Linked DNA regions of Mus musculus: region 2 is linked to region 1. A link is a contact called in public ChIA-PET data. All regions are on one chromosome and are shown on one strand. The core of a region is the stretch at or near the end of the contact, and the rest is flanking DNA. Distances in the headings are between cores, read along the strand shown. Region 1 holds the start of Gimap5 (GTPase, IMAP family member 5). Region 2 holds the start of Gpnmb (glycoprotein (transmembrane) nmb).

Evidence for each region. ChIA-PET counts read pairs in DNA pulled down with a chosen protein or histone mark.
Region 2: a contact with region 1 is called in an RNA polymerase II ChIA-PET map of memory CD8 T cells, with 75 read pairs. The contact joins the promoter of Gpnmb here to the promoter of Gimap5 in region 1. A contact is called at or near these places in 2 of 39 promoter capture datasets (the 3T3-L1 cell line and stem cell-derived epiblast-like cells), 2 of 484 Hi-C or Micro-C datasets (CD4 T cells and embryonic stem cells), 1 of 115 datasets of contacts at active chromatin or transcription factors (memory CD8 T cells) and 1 of 9 other capture datasets (liver).

The regions. Positions count from the first base shown.
Region 1 is chr6:48,742,744-48,748,746 of GRCm38.p6, forward strand. It overlaps Gimap5 (GTPase, IMAP family member 5), which reads left to right and starts at 3,454. Exons shown (of 3, transcript NM_175035.5): 1 at 3,454-3,687. It overlaps Gimap1 (GTPase, IMAP family member 1), which reads left to right. Exons shown (of 3, transcript NM_008376.3): 3 at 1-1,052. The coding sequence ends at 615.
Region 2 is chr6:49,033,711-49,040,158 of GRCm38.p6, forward strand. It overlaps Gpnmb (glycoprotein (transmembrane) nmb), which reads left to right and starts at 2,808. Exons shown (of 11, transcript NM_053110.4): 1 at 2,808-3,082. The coding sequence starts at 3,013.

The sequences.
Region 1 (6,003 bases), core at 2,204-4,703:
TGCGTGGAGACAGCCCGCTGCTTTGTGCTGTCGGCCCCTGGGCCGCACGCGCTGCTGCTGGTCACCCAGCTGGGTCGCTTCACCATGCAGGACAGCCAGGCGCTGGCCGCGGTGAAGCGGTTATTCGGGAAGCAGGTGATGGCGCGCACTGTCGTGGTGTTCACGCGCCAAGAGGACCTGGCTGGAGACTCCCTGCAGGATTATGTGCACTGCACGGACAACCGCGCGCTGCGGGACCTGGTGGCCGAGTGCGGGGGCCGCGTGTGCGCCCTCAACAACCGCGCCACAGGCAGCGAGCGCGAGGCTCAGGCTGAGCAGCTGCTGGGCATGGTTGCGTGCTTGGTGAGGGAGCACGGGGGCGCGCACTACTCCAATGAGGTGTATGAGCTGGTGCAGGACACGCGGTGCGCTGACCCCCAGGACCAAGTAGCCAAGGTGGCAGAGATAGTGGCTGAGCGCATGCAGAGGCGCACCAGGTTGCTAGCTGGGCTGTGGGGATGGCGGAAATTCTACTGGAAGGGCTGGAGGCGTGGTTTCTCTGTCTTCCTGGGTGTGGCCATCTTGATCTACCTGCTGTTCTACAGAAAGGGCTTTGGGGACCAGAATAACAGATAAAGCTGGTGTTAGAAGATGTTCCGTTTTTAAAAAAGAAATAGTTAGAATTCTGCTCAGAGCTTTAATGATTCACAGTGCAGTGACTTGGCATCAACTTTGCTAAGGTTCTGTTGTGTGAGGAGCGGGTGTGGCGGCAGTACCAAAGGCACCAGGGACTGCAGCTAAGTCTTATGGCTTGCACCTGACTTCCTCATACACCTGAATATAAGCCACAAACATCATGAGAGCTGCACAGGTGCACCAGGATACTGGTGAATCCATTTTGATGGAGATATGCCCCTGCTGCCCTGATTAGCTGAAGCTGCGTGCCTGGTGAGGTGGCGTGGCCTGCTGTGGGTGGATGGGAACTGAGAGTATATAAGAGTGAGAGGCCCAGGGTTCGGGGGAGATATAAACAAGAAGAAAGATGAAGACTGAATAAACTGCTGTTAGAAGGACTGGTGGTCGTGTCGTTCTTGCTGGTCGAGAGCTGACGCGACACTGTTGTGCTGAGTCTCTGTTTTAACTATATGCATTCAGAGTTTTAAAAATACAAAACGCTTCCTTCAGACATTTCATCATCCCTGTGGTCCATCCTTCCCTTAATATAATGAAATACACCCAGGAGCTTGTAAATGGGGGCAAAAATCACAGCGCAAAGAGAACACACATTTTCTTTTCCTCTTTTTTTTAAAAATAATGTTCTTACTTATTCCTTGAGAATTTCATATATTTTGATCATATTCTCTCATTTTTCCCGAGTCCTCCCAAATCCTTTCCACCTCCCTACTCACAAAACCTCATGAAGGCTGCCCTGAGGTATGCATACACCCAGTGTCACTTCATTGAAGAAAATTGATTTTCCTTCTCCCAGGAGCTATGGTTTGTGACTAGCTCCTGAGTGGAGTGGGACTTTGTGCCCACAGCCTTTGGGGGGATTTGTGTCGCACTTGCTCAGGTGTGGTGAACACGGTCACATCTACTAAAACTCATGTATGCACCTGCCCTGTTGTGTCTGGAAACAGTTTCCCTAAAGTCATCCACCACCTCTGGCTCTTACGGTCCTTCTGCCCTCTTTCCACAGAGATGAGATGAGCCAGCCAGGGATCTCCTTCCAGTGTTCACACCAAAGCACAGGGTCTAAAAATTGACTTCATTAATTAACATCAATAATGAGAGATGAGTCACCGCCTATCTTCAAAAGAACACTTGCCATGACTTTTGGAGGGTTTAATTTGTTCCTCTGTAAAAAAGATATCAAAGGTTCTTTTTAAAAAGAATTGTTTCAAGATGGACTTGATTGCACATGTCTGCTAGGAGGCGTAGGCAAGAGGAGCAGATGTTCCCCTCCCAGGGCCCTTGGTTCAACTCTTAGTACTGGGTGGTTGTGGTCTTCATGGGGTGATGTGAACTCTGGTCTCTGGCAGGTTTCTGAGAGACTCTGAGCTTTTCTGATGAGTTAAGAACCAAAGGTTGAATAAAAATCAAAATGGGGGAAAAAATCTCTTCAATGGGACAGAACCATCACTCGGAATTCTCTTTTCCTTTCTTTCTTAAAAATAATAAAAAAAATAATGATGATGATGATAATAATGAAACCCAAACCTCTTAGGACCTTTTGTTCTCCCTCTTTGCCTTTGCCTTGAGATGTACATCTTTAAAAAAAAAACAAAAAACAAACAAAAAAAAACAAACAAACAAAACAAAACAAAAACAAAAACAAAAAACTGTTTTGAGTTGAAGAGTGGGAGGATCTTGTGCTCACAGCAGCCTCTCTTTGAATTGCAAACATCCAGAACCTCCCTAGCACCCTGGGAATGTAGGGATCTAGCTTCAGCTGAAGCCTGACTGCAGGGCCCTCTCGGTTGCAGACCTTCCTCTTGCCCTAAGGACATAACAAGCTCTAGCAACTAGCAGGCACAGCTGGTCGCTACTGAGTTTAAGATAAAGGACAGAGACACTAATAAAGGATGCTGCTACATCTTCTTGAGGCTAAGGCTTTTTATTAGACTGACTCACACAGTGGCTTAGGCTGGCTTCTAACTCAAGGCAATCCTGCTGCAATCCCCTGACAAACTAGGATAAGAATAAGCCACCATGCTTAACTTCAGTTATGTCTTCTCTTAAAAATACAAGCAGAGGGCTTTATCTACCTAGCTTTAAACTAACTGTCCTTCCCTCCTTTCATCTCTCTTCCTTCCTCCCCCCCCCCCCCCACTTTCTGTGCAGTCTCTTAGAATGTCACCTCCCTAGACCCCTTGAAACCCTAGTGTTCACAACAGAGAGCCAAGTATACTTTCCTGACAATAGAAAGCATCATGGGGGAATTCTCTGAGATGAGAATCACCTTGCATAAGCCAGCACTGTGTATTATGTTCAAGGCTTAAACTTAACAGGTACAAAGGTAAAGAAATACTTCACCCTGCCCATCTGGACATTCCATAGGCGAGAAACTGTACAATGACCACCTATGGCTGTGTCAACAAATAGCAAAGAAGGGGTAGCCAGTACCGGGTCTCCTGTCTGAGCTTAGCTGCTCTTTGAGAGGGGGCAGTCCGGGTTCTCCGGGGCCAGTGCTGCTTTTCTGTCCCTCTTTAGGAGTTCTGAATGCAGAGCCTGTGACATGAGACCCCAGGAGCTTGGGGAAGTGCAGATGCTCAGCTTGGGTGCTGATGGGGAACCTGGGACGCAGCACTTTCCAGCCACACATGGGCTTTCTTGAAAAGGGTGGCTGTCTTCCACTTCTCAGGCTCCGAGAACTGTGCCCTCAACACCCCCTGAAGGGGAAATGAGTAGGGCCGGGAGGCTTTCCACAGGAAGTGGTCATTGACTAAAGCAGTTTCACTGTGTTCTGGCAAATGTTCAAGGCCTTTCCACCTACCCGAGGGGATATAGTCTGCAGGGCAGTGTGTATTCCGTCACCATGGGCTTTCTTTTCCTGCCTTCGGACTCTGGATTCATGGCTCTGCATGTAGCTGTTCTGTGAGAGCACTGCTCAGCAGGCACAGGCCCACCGCATACCTGTAAGGGTAAAGAGGAACCCGCCAGGGCGCTGACAGCCGCTTGGGAGCCAGGGAGCCGCTGTGCACTCGGGTGAGCTTGGTGTGTTGGGTTTCCTGGACAGTGAAAGAGCAGTGAATTGAGGGTCGGCGACAGCATAGAGTGGGACAGAGCCCTGAAATTTCCATGCCATCATCCCTAGGCCCTAGGCTTTCCATCTCACCATCTGCGCCTTTCTGAAACCCTCAGTTAACAAAGGTGATGGTTTTTTGATGGAGGAGTAATTAAAGTCCGAGCCACAGGCTTTCCCAAGCTCCCCCAGCAGGTGGAGCACATTTCTTCATTTTATCCCAGACTCCCCAAAGCCTACTAGGCCAGATAGACCTCATCTGAAGGAGGGCAGGATGAGTTCTTAAGGCTCTACAAGCCAGAGTGAAACCTCTATGTTCCTTCCTATATGGTCTAGCCCTTCCCTGAAAGACAGGTCAGTGAATTCTACCTTAGAATCTTGTCTGAAAACCACCCCATTCTTCATGGCCAGGTATCCCACACCTTCCCTTAACATACCCCAAGAAGCTGTGGTATGTTAACAGTATTATGTTTTAGATGTGTATGAACACCCTCGTTGTCAGCTGAACTTTACAGTAGAGGGTACTATTTCCAGGACTCTTGCCTACTAACCTGCCCTGTGACTCTTAGTACCTGGACATAAAGGAACAGGGGAGGGGCAGATGGGTGGAGCAGATGCGAGTGAAAATGTTTGTTTTGGTTTTAGTTGTGTGAGGAAATACACTGGTGCCACTGGAGACTTGTGGAGATCAGAGGACAGCTTTCTGAAGTCATTTCTACCCTTCTGCTTGGTGGAAACGGCTTCTCTCTTGTTTCTGCCACACCCTGGGCTAGCTGGCCTGACAGCCTCTGGCTGATTCTCCTATCTCCACAGGCTGCCTCACTGTGTATAGTGCTGGGATTACAGAAGCAGGCTCTGGTGCTCAGAGTCAAGTCTCCAAGCTTGTGCATCAGGCGCTTTGCCCTAGGCGTCCTTGTTGCCTGCCGGTACTTAACAAGGAAGACAAGAAAGACTCTCTCAACTTCCTGACTGAACTGTGTCCTCATTGCTTGGTAAAATAAATTGTCCTGATAAGCTGGCTTGGCTGTTTTCAGACGAGAATGAACATTTGGGTTTGTGCTTCTGCCTTCTCCTTGAGTAATGCCTTCCTGCTGACCCTTGTCAGTTGCCACGGCCCACACACTGCCCACACTGGGGAAAGTTAGCAGAACTTTCCCTTTGTAGACGAACTCTACCTCCACTCTGTCTGCCCACAGTTGTGTGCTCTGCAGGTCAACAGTCACATCTCTTCATGTCCATCACACCTCCTCCCCTTCCCTCTGTTTCTAGGCTGTTGACTGACTTCTCCTGTTTGATCTGTGACTCATTTTAATGTCTCTATCTCATTACCCTGCTTCACCTCTGTGCATTTGCATATTTAGTCATATCTGCCAACTAATTTGTTTCTCAGTGGAACATATGTCCCCTGTGGTATGTCTGATTTCTCAGAAAATAATTCAGAAACTTCCCTGCTAATTTTGCTGAGTTTGGTTATGACAGTCACACTGCACACATGCAACTGACACTGAGCACCAAGTTGGGTTCAAATTGAAATCCTTCAAAACAGAACAGATGCCTCCCTTATCTTTGAGTAATTATTTTTCTCCATTGGGTATTTTTGTTTTATAAAAACATGAACCTAGACATAGAAGTACAGTTCTCAGTGTTGGTTTGGGAGAAAATTACAGCAATCAATACCCAAGTATGTGTCCAAAGTATGGGGCCAGCAGCAGCATATGTGGGGTTCCAGGAAGAGAGGATTGTAGATTTATTGCAGATGATCCCTCCCAACTCCCCACTGACTATTAAATCCAAAAGAAGACACAGATGAAAGAAGCCATTTGGGGAAGGTTTAGCTATAAGGCAAATATGTGACTCTGGGGAGGTCATGTAACTTTAATAGAAATGCCAAGGGTCTGTCAATAACAACACAGGGGACACAGGGGAAGATGGTCACACAAGAAGCCTGGGAATGAGGTCTGCACCCAGGACGGTCATGGTGGGGAAATTCAGCTTCATCCCCACTGACACTGTACCTGGCACCTTCAAATCCAGAAAATTAGTAGAAATGATGCTCTATAATTTGAAGAATTTTAATAAAAATCTGTATATAGTTTACAGTAGTCAGAATGGTGTGTGAGAAATAGCCATGAGAGGGCTGTTCTTCTGTGGGAGCAAGGAAAGGAGGGAGAGAAGACCAGGGAAGGGAAGGGAAGGGAGGGGGAGGGGAGGGGAGGGGAGGGAAGGGGGGGGAGGGGAGGGGAGGGGAGGAAAGGGAAGGGAGGGGAAGGGAGGGGAGG
Region 2 (6,448 bases), core at 1,558-4,057, 290 kb after region 1:
AAAGAAAACTAAAGAGTGGCTATCTAAGTAAGTTACAGATCTGTGGGCTAAAGAGATGGCTCAGCAGTTAGGAGTGCTTACCACCTGGTGGCTCACAAGCATCTATAACCACCCAAGGGATCTGACACCCTCTTCTGGCCTCCAGACACATGTGTGTTGTACAGACATACAAGTGGGCAAAACACTACACATAGAAATAATTGTAAGGGCTAATGGACTAGATCTTAACTGGGTTTTGTGATCTCATTTTAAAACCCCACTCTGGACTGAGTAATTTCTAAAATCGGAAAGAAAAATGTTAACTGAGGAAGCGCTTGGGATGACCCTGAAGTGCAGAGTACTCGCCCAGCTCGTAGAGCCCCAGGTTAGCTCCCCAGCACCATATAGGTGTGGTAGCACACACCTGCTATCCCAGCTTTTAGGAGGTGTAGCCAAGAGGATCAGAAGTTCAAAATCATCTTCAGCTGTCCAGTAAGTTACAGGCCACACCCCAGACCCAGCAGTGACTCCCGGGTGTGGTTTCGGCCCCCTTGGGTGGCTGCTTCAGTCTCCACATCCCAGGCACAGCTTCCAAAGGCAAACAGTGGCCACCTGAAGGAGAGTCAATACGAGGTGCTGAAGGGCTGGTAGGGATGTTTCTCTAACAGTGCCTGCTGCCTGCCTCCCTCGTCAGAGGTCTAAGCAGAGCAGATGTAATTCCTGATAATCCACATGCTTCCTTCAGTGAATTATTCCAAAATTTTTACAAGATGATGTTTCTTTGATAAAATAAGGTATGAATATACCTCCTCAATGTCCTGGATCCTGGATATGTTGGCAATTTCTGATTGTCAAAAGCAGATTATCCTATGTATAGCTCTTTGGAATCATAAACTTCCTTTTAAAATGTTCCAGGTATGAGCGATTTACCTTCGTGAATGTTCGTGTACCACAAGTCTGATGCCTAAGGAAGTCAGAAAAAGGTGTCAGGTCCCTTGAACTGGAGTTACAAATGGCTGTAAGTCATCGTGATGGTGCTGGGGATTGAACCTAGGCCCTCTGCAAGATGAAGTGGAGGGAGAGGAGGAGAAGGAAAAATGGGGAAGAGAAGGAAGAAGAAGGAAGAGGAGGAGGGTGAGATGAGGAGAAAGATGTGGAGGAGAGAAGAAAAGGAAGAAGGGGAAGAAGAGGAGGAAGAGGAAGAAGAAGAGGAGATGATAGTGATGATGGTGATGATGGTGATGAAGATGATGATGAAGAAGATGATGTTCCCATTTCTTGTTCATTTCTGCCTAGTGGCTACCAACTCTGATGATGGGGCAAGGAAGGCACAAAGTAAAAGATAATTTAATTGTTGCAACTTCCTAAACAAAGACTTATTGAAGAAGAGCTTAATATCCAATTTACTTAAAGACAAAGATCACTTATCTAACCAAAAATGCAAACCAGAACTGTATCTGCGACCAAGGGTGCTAACACCTCAGGTGTTACCAGGAGGTTTGCCCAAAGTTGAAAACTTGTTTCAGTTTTTACATTTGCTTGGGGGTTGGGGATAAGGGCACATGCCACGGCTCTTGTGTGAAGATCAGAGGACAACTTGCAAAAGTTAGTTTCTTCTTCCCACCACACAGGTTCCAGGGATTAAACTCAGATCTTCAAGCTTGGTAGGTTAATGTCTTCACCTACTGAACAAGCGTACCAGCACAAAAGCTCGCTTTTCTGATTTTTTTACTTTTGTTTTGTTTTTGAGTCAGGGACTCACTCTGTAGCCTTAGCTTCCCTGGAACTTGCTAAGTAGGACCAGGCTGGGCTTGAACTTAGAGACATCCAGATGCCTCTGCCTCTCTAGTGCTGGGACTGAAGGAGTTCACCGACATGTTTGTTTATTTTACTTATGAGTACATGGTAGCTGTCTTCAGACACACCAGAAGAGGGTGTTCATTTTTAATTGAAAGGTTACATGTGTGTAAACAAGCAGACAGAGCTCTGTATATGATTTATGTTACACAAAAGCAGTTCTTTCCCTTTCTCCTCTGCATTGGAGACTTTTGCTTCTTTGTGGTTGCGTCCACTTCTGCTCCACGTGGTTTTCCCCCACAGGAGCTCTGGTCCCTGAATTACAATGGACTGTAAGTCACTGTGTGCCACAACCAAGACTTCTCCTGCCCAGAAAACAGTCTTAGGGATGTGTCCTGACAGTGAGAGGGTCACAGGGCCAAGTTTCCACAGTCTACAACCAGAAACAGCTTAATCACATGACATTTATGTTCCAGAGACGGGTGATTTCACACCTAATGCTTGCTCTTTGGCAATACAAGTGTGCTTCCCACAAGTCGCCTGAAGTTACTTGGAGCAGCTATCTTAGAGAAGTTACCAAAAATGATGCAGTTCGTTCTGGGCATTCTGCAGAGCCAGGTCGATATGCCAGAAACTTTAGCTTTGGGGTACATTTCTCCTCTGCTTGAAGCCCGTGGGCTGTCCCGAACTTGCAATTTCTGACATAGCATGCAATGTTTGTATGCATGCATGCACAGCACAGTGGCATTGACTGAAATGATACCTTGGATCTGTCTGTTCTGGGGGAAGAGAACGCGGGCTGTCCAGATTCTGGAAAGATGTTTCAGTGTGAGTACCGAAGTGACACAAAAGAGAAACCACAAAGTCCACCAACGACCAGGTTTCGTTTGGTAAAGAATGTCAGAACAGGATGTTAGAAAGCTCCCTTTAAGCTAGGAAAGATGGAGGGGGAGGGAGAGAAAGGGGGGAGGAGCAAATGTGGCATCACAAAATGAAAACACCGTGCATCCGAAGTCAATAAATAGATGCCAGGGGCAAGTGACTCATGAGCACGAGTTGTTAAGCGATGGAATTTGGGAGATCAAGCCACACTGCTTAAAACATCACATGATCTCCCTCTGGCCCCGTATTTCATAAAACAGAGCGGATCGCAGGAGGCCGACACTGTGACTCCTGGTGGATGGGACTGGGGAGTCAGAGTCAAGCCCTGACTGGTTGCAGGCGCTCGGAGTCAGCATGGAAAGTCTCTGCGGGGTCCTGGGATTTCTGCTGCTGGCTGCAGGACTGCCTCTCCAGGCTGCCAAGCGTGAGTCCCGTCCTCTCTGGGCGCTTACACTCGTTGACCCAAATGATGGGCCAGGCCCTTTGACTGGAGTTTGGGGGTCCGCAGACAGGGTCTGTTCCAAATGCTGGGAGTGTGTTCTTTGCTTAGGACTCACGGAGAGCAAAAGCCACGAGGCCCCTGGAAGCTTTTTCCACTCTGGCCAGATTGAGGCTGGAAGGGGAGGACAGCCTGTACCCCAGAATAAAGCAAGTCTCCCAAATCACCCTTATCTGCTTCCTGCTCACAGGGCGGAGCTCTTAAATGAGGCTCTGGCTAACTTTGCGGAACTCCCCCATCCCACCGCATCCTCTGCTCGCTGCAGGGCCAACTGCTGCTTCAGTGCAGATACTGAGGACTCTATGCAGATACTGAGGGGCTCCACCCTGGGCGGATTCTATGGCAGGGGCCCTACTAACAAAGCTTCCTAGTGAGTGGCAGAGGCATCTTTCAGTGTTGGACATACTGGTCTAGCATCCTTGTCCTGACCAGGGTGTAGCTGTCCTGTTCTTAGCGGAGCTAGTGAGCAGGGGAAAGAGAAGGCCCCTCACTTCCAGGGGCCGGAGACCAGCCCGGTCCAGAACCTTGCCTTACCCCGAATGTGGCCGCCTGGCTGGTTGCCAGGCAGTTCCAAAGGAGAGGAGTATCTCGTCACCCCCTGCCTTCTCTTGTGCAAGGCAGGTCCTCGGGTAGGTTGTCCTGGCTGGGGTGGATCCCAGGCCAGGCAGAGTGGAACCGCTGTGGTCCCTGCACCCAAGAATTGCCAGGCAAAAGGGCAAGCAGCCCAGCCCCATCACAGCCGCGCCCCGAACCAGGGATCCTCAAAGCCAGTGATGCCCCAGACTTGGGGCGTCCTGCCTGAGACTCCACCTCTGAGTTTGGATTTTAAACCCAGAGATGGCAGGCAGCGGGTTGACAAACGGAACGGCCCATCTTGTGTCTAGGTGTGGTGCCTTCACAGAGAGAGGGGACTCTGACCTTGGAATTATCCAGTTTCCCCAGATGAGAAACCGGGCCACAGGCCACAGAGAGGGCCAGGAATTCGCTCAGGTCACACAGAGAGCAGGCAGTAGGGAAGCATGCCACCTCTCCCTGGCAGTTCTTCCTGCCAGGGTTTGGGATAGGACAGACTTGAATATGTGCCAACTGCTAGGCTGGGCCATGAGTGAGTTAGCTTCAATAAATTTCCTTTTCCTCGTTTACAAAAGTGGGCTATAGAGTCTTGGGAGATCAGCTAGCAAGGGCACGTGGCCAGAACACACATTCAATGGCATTTTTAAGGACAGAGCTACACACCTCTGTTCCCCCTATCCCACCCTACCCCACTCCATACCTCCTGCCAACAAGTTATAATAACCTAGAGGAATAAGAATAGGAAAAGCCAGCAAAGACCTTTCACCCACAGTTTGAGGGTCGGTAAAACAGTAGCCAAAGCCAGGATAAATGGTTCATGTCTTTAATCCCAACACTCAGGAAGCAGAGGTAGGTAGATCTCTGTGAGTCTGGGGTCATCCTAGTCTACATAGTGAGTTCTAGGACAGTTTGAGCTACATAGTGAGACCCTGACTTGAAAAAAAAAAAAAAAAAAACCAACCAACTACCCCCCCCCCCAAGGAAAAACAAAACAAAAACCCAACCAGTAGCCAGAACTTGAAGGGTATGGACTTTTAATAGAAGTCTCAAAGCCCCAGGCATTCTTGGGCTCATCTTATACTGTACTAAATATTCCAGACACAATGAGCAAGCCCTGTAGGGGTTAGCAATCCATAGGAGGCAGGTAGTGAGCAGCCCGAACATGAGGAGTTGGGGTGAAGAGAAGGTAACCAACTCAGGGTTACCTCCACTCTGCCCCCGCGCCCCATTTTCCCGTTATAGTTTGCTTATTATCGGGCTTGTCTGGTTGTAAGTTGAACTTCCATGTGTTAGGCTAACGGTGTACTCATGTGAAATTGAAAGGAATAATTCAGGCAGATTCCAATACAACCTTTACCCATGCCCTTTTATAGCCAAATACCCTCCTCTACCCAGCTCCAATCCCTGGCCACTAGGAGTCTGTCCATGTAAATATCTTAGCATTTCCAGAATGCCACACAAGGGAACTTAGTCGTATGAACTTTAGACATCGGCTTGGGTTTCTCCTCAGTGTGAGTCCCTGGAGATCTATTGACATTGCTGTACCAAATAGGTTGTTCCTTGTTCTTTCTGAGTAGTCGCCCATGGTCATAAAGTACCACTTTAACCGCTCACCCACCAAAGGACAGAGAGCTATTCCAGCTCAAGATGCTACGACTCCTCATGTCCATTTCCCTCGGATTCGTACTAAAAAGTACAATTTGGACAAGTTATATATAATGCTTACGCTACGTCGAGTCTTTGTAGAATTTAGCAGGGTGGCTGTGCCTTCTCAGGTTCCTGCCAGAAGTGTGTGGTGGCCCAATTGGTGGTAGTGGCTCCATAGGTCTGCAGGGGGGTTCGTCAACAATCCTCTAGTATTCAGTGTCCATACATTCTCTGAAGTGTTCTCTCATATCTGTTCCCATTTTCAAATTAGAATTGCTTTTTAATATTGGTGGAAGTTTGGTCTTCTCCACTCTCCTTTACTTCTTTCTACTGGATGTCACAGGGCAGAAGTTTCTTACTTGAGTAAAATTTCATACATCATTGTTTTTCTTTTATGGATTATACTTTTGGTGTTCATCTAAGAAGTTTTGCCTCATCCTAAATCCTTATGTTTTCATCTCTGTTTGCTGCTCTTTTAAAAAATGTATCTTTTCTTTATTGGGTTAATTTTTTTTTTTTTTTTTGAGACAGGGTTTCTCTGTTTTTAAATCTTTAAAAAGTCGTATTTTATTGTAATGGTGGTGCCTGCAGAGGTCACAAGAGGGCGCCAGATCTCCTGGAGCGGGAGCGTTTGTGAGCCCCGGACATGGCTGCTAAAATTCAAACTAGAGTACTGTGCCACTGAGTCATCTTTCCAGCTCCTCTGTTGAACGAATTTGTGTCTCGTGTGAACTCTGCCAGGGCAGACTGAACGGGTCAGCTCTTGGCTTCCCTGTCCATCCATCCCTGTCCCCGCCGCCCCACGCTGCCCCCCCCTACCCCCCCGTTTTTCTCTTTGACTTCTGAACTTTAGGAACAGAGGAGAAATCGGGTGCGATTTTGTCGCTGTTGTTTTTCGTTTTCTGGTAGTGCTGAAGTTCAAACCCAGGGCCCTTGCAGGCCAGGCAAGCACTGTACCACTGGGTCACACACCAGCCTGACCTTGCTCTGATTGCGTCTACCTCAGAATCTGTGGACTCTGAAACAGTGAAAAGAGATTGTTCTGGGCATGAAAGGAGCTGAATCCACTTT